Linked DNA regions of Drosophila melanogaster: region 2 is linked to region 1. The links are chromatin contacts, called in public Hi-C maps. All regions are on one chromosome and are shown on one strand. Each heading gives the region's core, a stretch centred on a gene start, on an enhancer-like site or on the middle of the called end of the contact. The rest is flanking DNA. Distances are from core to core; before and after follow the strand shown. Region 1 holds the start of Usp16-45 (Ubiquitin specific protease 16/45). Region 2 holds the start of Snx27 (Sorting nexin 27).

Region 1 (3,492 bases), core at 715-3,214:
CGAAAGTCCGGAGCTAGGCTCTGGTGGTGGCATCGGTATGGCCACCTGCCTATTTCGAGATGAACCGACCCCGCCCCCGCCACCGGCCGCCGCCAGAGACCCTCTACTGCTGGAGTCGTCAAATGATCCGCCAGTCATTGGCACTATTGGTGTGAGATGCTCCAGCGCGGCTTTAAGCTTCTCCTCGATGTAGCTAATCGTTGGCGTACTGGGCGTAACCGTGCTAGTGGGCGGCTTCTGGGCCAATTTCTTGACCAGCTCCACGCACTCAAGCAGGTTTTTGCGCAGATTGGAGCAGATCTTCATGTCGCACTCATAGCACCAGATGTCGAAGGAGCGCGTATTCATGGCCAGGGCATGTGAGTCCGAATGAGGTGTCTGGAACACACAGAACGATTACAGCTTCTACCATATGGAATATCAATGTAAAACGAGAATGTCGTTTGCAACTGGCTTAAGTGAACTAGATCCCTGCTCACCTGGTAGTGTTCTAAGGCGTGCTTGTGGCGTGCCCTCCCGCACAGCTGGCTGCCGCACTTGAGGCACAGCCACAGGGTGTTGTCAAATTCGAAGGTGACCGGATTTCCGCCAGGACCGACAGCTCCTTCACTCGCTCCCGCTCCCGCAGCGCTGCCCGCTGTCTTGCCCAGCTTCTGACATTGGCTGCACTCGTAGAGTAGACCCGTGGACTTCAGTAGACGCCTTAGTCGGGCCGCGTCCACCGCCTTCTTGATGTGCTGGCAGCTGGCGGTGGTGGGGGTGGCGCCATCCGACTGACCGGGCGAGCCGAGTCCTTTTCGATGATGCAGATCCTCATTGCCGGAATCCGTTGAGCAATCGTGGTCGCGACTGTCCGCCTGACGCTTCTTTACCATGGCAAGGTAGCTGCTTGGCCTTGGCCTCCTTGTGGGCGCGCTCTGGAAGGAATATGTAGCGTTCCAATCACAGATTCAAATCTTCGAATTGCTTCGAATGCAATCGTTATAGTCACAACCCTGCTGCTGCTCTTCCGATTCGGCTATCGATGTGTATAACTGGCAACGGGATTGAATTCGATTGGAACTCGCACCGACAGACTGACCCTATTGGCTTTGTTTGCTTTGTTGTCTTTCGTCACGTTTGGAACTGTGACCCAGGATTTGAGGTTAAGTTCGTCGCCCCGCTGCCAGCCAGCGAAATTGAGTGCCCCCGCTGTTTGACCACCCAAACATACATACATATATGTATTACCCTTTTTGCGATGATTTCTCGAAAATCCAAAGGACCCCGAACTCATACACGCACCCAACCAATCAAGCCCATACGCACGCACACATAGACACGAACTGTGATTACCCCCACACACATGCACAACAGGATCTGAGTAGTACCTTGAATTTACTCGCTGCGATATGCGTTGCACGTAAGCACACAACATATATGTTTTACAGCACTTTTATGCACTTTTTTTTATTCGTATATGCGTAAATAGAAAACGTGAACGACGTGACCAAGTGTGACCGTTGCTTATTTGGGTCGCAACTCCCGCGTGTGGTCAATTTCAAATTTTTAGGCTGTTGCTTCACCTCTCTGTTCGATGGCTTCCTCTTCTTCTGACCGCAATGGTATTCAAGTTTGGAACAACAACAATGTGCAAGTTCAAAGTCAGAAAATGACAAATAACCGAAAGGCACACAAAAAACAATCCTAAACATGTTTGCTTGCATGCCGAGACACGCACATACATCAATATTCATGTATAAACAAGCTTACAGTGTAGGAAATATAAAAAATTACAAAACTAGAACTGTGATTACCCACACACATGCACAACAAGATCTGCCTACTACCTTAAATTTACTCGCTGCGATATGTGTAGCACATGAGCACACAACATATATGTTTTATAGCACTTTTAGGCGCTTTTTATTCGTTTATGCGTAAATAGAAAACGTGAACGACGTGACCAAGTGTGACCGTTGCTTATTTTCGTCGCAAATCTCGCGTGTGGTCAATTTGAACCGTTGTCAGAAACTATAGGGTCTCGAAACATGTGCAAATAATTCATTTATATCATTCAACTTATGCTGCAAATAATTGCTATTATTATTATTTTAATTAATTATCCACACTGCTTATGTTCTTCGCTCAAACAGGAGGTAATTAAATCATTGAAGGGATTTCAAAAATCTATGTATGCATTCACTACTAACTAGCTTGGTCTTTTTTTTATTTTGCGCCGCTTTATAAATTTAAAAAAATATCATTTGGAATTACACACATCACTGTGTTAAATTAAAAAGAAGATTTTTAGTGATTGTTTTCTTTGAGATATTGAAGTCGCTATCTGCTCCTATATAAATATTATTTCGAAATTATCGATTTATAGTGCGCTATACTGACAAAAAATAGGCTGAAATTCGCATGAACAAGCATATTGTGGTAAGACAAAATGAAATCAGAACTTCCCAAGAACTACGTTGGAAAATTACAAATGCCCAAAAGTATTGCTCCACAAAATATCGTAACGAAATATCGCGAAATTTGCAACACTTTTGTGCACATTCGGTGGCAACGCCGCCTAAGAAAATACCTATTGCCCCAATCGATACCTATCGATGAGCGTGGGCAGCCCTGTTTGTGCATGTGCTGCCATTCGATTTGATAACCAGCACTCCGTGCACACGTTTTTCGGCTTTCTAGAAATAATTGGGCTGCGATTCAAACTGTGAAGTGATTTTTTCTATATTTTTTTTTTGTGTGCACAAAGGCTCTTGTAATTCGAGGATTTGGCCATCGCGAGTGCGGGTGATTAAGCAGGCAGCTCCGATTGCCAGAGTTTTGCGGATGCATGGCAACACTGCCGCACGCCGGCCATGTTATTGTGATTTGTAAAAGGTGGAACGTAGACACGTGTTTAATTCGTGCAGCACTTTAGCGTTGAGAAAACGACAGTAAATCGCCAGCAAATAAGCAAAAACAATACACAACTCGCGTGTGCAGTAGATAGCTTTGAAAGCACCCAAAGATAGTGAGCAAAATAAGTTACCCAAGCGGTTCACAAAGGTAAGAAATCGCAGCACGCGGAACATAACCTAGTACAAAAAAAGTGCGTGTGTGTGTTTGCCAAAACAGAGAGATGTGACGGAAAATGGTGTCATGTTCTGTTCTGTGTGGATTTGTTCCAATGTCCGTGTCTTGAGCTCTATTCGCACCTCTTTCCCGGTACCATAGCCAACGTTTTAACTACCTTTTTTTTGTCAACTTTTTGTTAAGTGTATGACTCTGCCTTGCCGCTGTTGTTGTTGTTCCGGCAAAGTGACAGTAAGTGGTTATGGAAAAAATTTGGAGTTCAATTCGGCGATTACACAATGACAGCACTCACACACACACACACCCACAATCGCACGCATACACATGCCGAGCATAAGTGCGTCTGTGTGTGTTACAGCTTTCACCGTTAATGTTCGGTTTTTTTACGCCTGAAAGAGAACAAAGGCGAAAAGGAGCTGC
Region 2 (3,492 bases), core at 628-3,127, 320 kb before region 1:
TCGAAATCTAAACCGAAACTGGGAAGGGGAAGAGCAGCCGCGGAAGCCAAGAATTCTCGTCAATTTCCATATACTGTAAATAATTGCCAGGACAGGTAGCCCACAGGATCTGGATGGGGATCAACGCATACCAAACAAGCAACAATAATATTAACAATTTCCATATACTGTAAATAATTGCCAGGACAGGTAGCCCACAGGATCTGGATGGGGATCAACGCATACCAAACAAGCAACAATAATATTAACAACAAAACCAACAAGCAGCCACAATTCTAAATGAGAGAAAACACCACATTTTTAGGGCAAGCTAGCTACATGTAATTATAACATATATATAAATAAATACTTAAGCTAGCCGTTAGTTAGCAATAGAATATAAAGTATAAAGCGAAGGGATTTTGTAGCAGCCGTTTCAGTTGTAGTTTTTTTTTTACTTAGTATAAATATGTAAGCGTAAATTAAAATTTACTCTTGAGCTTAGGAATAATTTTAAATAGACTTAGATAAATTAAGATAAATCTAAGTGTAGTGTATGTGTATAAAAAAAAAGGGAAAAGTTTAGGAAAAGCTTGAGCTTAATGAGCCCCACACGTTTTAGCCAATTTTTTGTTGGACCTGTTTCAAGAACACTTTGCTTTGATTTTAGCCAAAACGAATAGAGAACGTAAAAAACAAAAGCGATGACCCTTCAAAAACAGATATATATGTGTATGTTTATATACATATATGTATATAGAGGATATTACATAAATCGGGTCAGCGTTTTATTATTAAAAAGAATTGTATTACCTTGTATTTCCTTGAATCCTCCAATATATTATTTGCTATTATGTTATGTTTATTTTATAAAATATTTATGCGAATTGTAATGTGAGCATAGCCTGTAGAAAGGCAGACAAAACGATAAGCGAAAACGTACAGTTTGTTATATACATATAGAAAAACAAGAAAAAAGTAATACATTTTTGCACTATTTTTTTACGTGTATGTTTGTATGCATGGCCTGTGAGTAATTGAGATATAACAAAAACGAAAAACACAAAGAGAAAACGTTTACTAGTAGTTAGGCGGCGGGCAGTGTTTTAGAACTGCTTCATTATTAAATAATGATGTACAATTTAGAGTCTGCGTATTTAACAAATTTCATAAGACAACCACCACAACAGAATCAACAGAGCAGCAGCAAAGCAAACTGAAATCAATACGAAATCAAACGAAAATAAAAAGAGGAGCATTGCATTCAAGTTTCATGTGTTGGGTGGAAATATCTAGGGTACATCGCAAAAACCATATATTTTCTCATAAGGCATACCCTTTCAGCTTCCCTCCACTCCCCCTGCCCATACAAAAGCGTCGGCGACCATGCCCCATGTATGAATGATCCCTTCTCGCGGTCGCAGTCGCTCCTCCAAAGCCTTTTACTTTTACCCATTGCATCATTTAAGACCATCTAATTTGGGGGATATAAGTTAACGTCTTTGGCTTTGGAACGTTTTAGAACAAGTTTTTCTTAGCTTTTAATGAAAGACTATTTATCAAACATTTTAATATTATTTTATTGTAATTATTTGCATTATCATTAAATTTTCCTCGATTTAATTGATGCAAATATGCGTTGCACGAATTTTTTGAATTAAAATTGTACCGTTAAATTTTCGAATTTGCATTCGGTATTATGTCGAGTGGGTTTGAAAAATAACGGATTAAAATACCGTATGGTATTTTTAAATCACAAAATATCACAAAAATACTAAAAAGTGGCTGCTCATATTTGCGTTCGTCACGCTCGCGGCCGACGATAGTAGTGTTGCACAGCACCGATAGCTATCGATTAACGGCCAGCTGATCTGCTCTCCCGATGGCTCAGTCGTAATCGGTCCGCCAGTGCGATAGGACGCCAGCGATACATCGACTGGCAGTTACTGCGATACACTCAATGTTATCGGAAGTCTGCGCTACGAGTATCAACACAGAGAACAGACCAACTAACGGAACAAAAATGCGCAGCGCGAAAATAAAATAAGGAGCGAAAACACAGGCGTGTGTTAAATAAAATAAGCCACATAAATAATAAATTTTTTTTCGGTGTGTGCGCGTGTATGTGTGTGCGAACGAAAGAGCAGCCAGAGGAGTTTCGGTGGAGCGCAGTTCACAGCGGTGAAGCGGATTGAGGGAGGAGCGTAAAAAGTAAAAGTGGCGGTGCCTGTCTCTATACGTGTGTGTGTGTGTTGTGCTGTGTGTGTGCCGAAAAGAAGTTGCAGAAAACATTACGCAAAATAAAAGAGCGAAATAACCATAACACAACAAAAGATATTGTGCAAACAACACAGCGCTGCTGTGAGTCGGAAAGCAGGAACGTCGGAAAGGGGCAGCAGCAGCAGCAGTAGCGTAGGAGGAGGAGGAGGTGGAGAGGGGTGTGCGGTGGAGGCAGAAGAGCAGCCATCACCACTGAGTGCGAGCGAGAGCGAACGACCGGCGCAATGAGCATCGTTGGCGAAAACCATCCCCTCCCAACCCCAACCCCCGCCAGCGCCGTAGTCACCGCATCATCGGGCGGCGGTGGGGGCGGCGCGGTCGTCATGGGCGTCGGCGTAGGCGTGACCACAGCGAATGGACCCCGTGTCGTCACCATTTACAAAACGGAAACGGGCTTCGGCTTCAATGTGCGCGGCCAAGTTTCCGAGGGGGGTCAACTGCGCTCGATCAACGGCGAGCTGTACGCCCCCCTTCAGCACGTGAGCGCCGTCCTTGAGAATGGGGCGGCCGAGAAGGCGGGCATCAAGAAGGGCGATCGCATCCTGGAAGTGTAAGTACCACCCACGTTACATAGACTAGTTTTCATATTTTGGGAGCTCAAAGAGCTGATATCACACTACTATCAGATGTATCATCGAAATTGAGTTTAAAACTATTCAATGAACCATTAAACTCGCCTCAGTAATTGCATTCTAAAACTAGTTTTCATCCCCAAAGTGCGACGTACTTACCTTTAATTGCCTTCAACTTCATAAAGTCCTTAGAATCATTATAAGCGAGTTGAAAACCTGCCTTTGACCACTTCGTCTATTTGCAACTAAAGGCATGTGCTAATTGTCACTAATTGGGAAAATGTGCACAAGTTACTTGCTGTTAAACACGTTTAACTAATGCCTACCTCTTATTAAATTATAGCTTGAATTTTAGTTTTCGAAACACGAGGAAGTTTATTTTGGCACCGAGTGGGAAAAGAAAACCTCACAGAGTTTGTAAATATTCAAAAGGCAATCTGAAGAGTGAGCTCTTTAAGCTTATGGCTCATGGTGTTGGTATTTTTTTGGGGGGTGCCCAGGGGTTAAGTAAGCGAAGTTAACCCCACGAAGAGCTTGCATGTGCGACCTCTGACCCCGCCCACTTTTTTTTATTGGTCGTTCTTTCTGCTGGAGTAGTGGGCGTGTTGAAGTTGGAGTTGGAAGTGGAGGTGAATTCGTAGTGGGTCAGAAATGCCCGGGA

Evidence for each region. A called contact is a pair of places that touch in the nucleus more often than the background predicts.
Region 2: a Hi-C map of the Kc167 cell line shows a contact between it and region 1, with 3 times the contacts expected there. The contact joins the promoter of Snx27 here to the promoter of Usp16-45 in region 1. A contact is called at or near these places in 25 of 107 Hi-C or Micro-C datasets (the D17-c3 cell line, the Kc167 cell line, the ML-DmBG3-c2 cell line and 8 more) and 1 of 6 datasets of contacts at active chromatin or transcription factors (the Kc167 cell line).

What each region holds. Positions count from the first base shown.
Region 1 is chrX:5,420,005-5,423,496 of dm6, reverse strand. It overlaps Usp16-45 (Ubiquitin specific protease 16/45), which reads right to left and starts at 1,964. Exons shown (of 5, transcript NM_167037.2): 1 at 1,830-1,964; 2 at 480-917; 3 at 1-378. The coding sequence starts at 875. spoon (spoonbill) reads left to right here and starts at 3,161. Exons shown (of 5, transcript NM_167034.2): 1 at 3,161-3,303. The coding sequence starts at 3,259.
Region 2 is chrX:5,736,416-5,739,907 of dm6, reverse strand. Snx27 (Sorting nexin 27) reads left to right here and starts at 1,877. Exons shown (of 6, transcript NM_167045.3): 1 at 1,877-2,809. The coding sequence starts at 2,484. It overlaps IntS6 (Integrator 6), which reads left to right. Exons shown (of 2, transcript NM_132025.3): 2 at 1-1,245.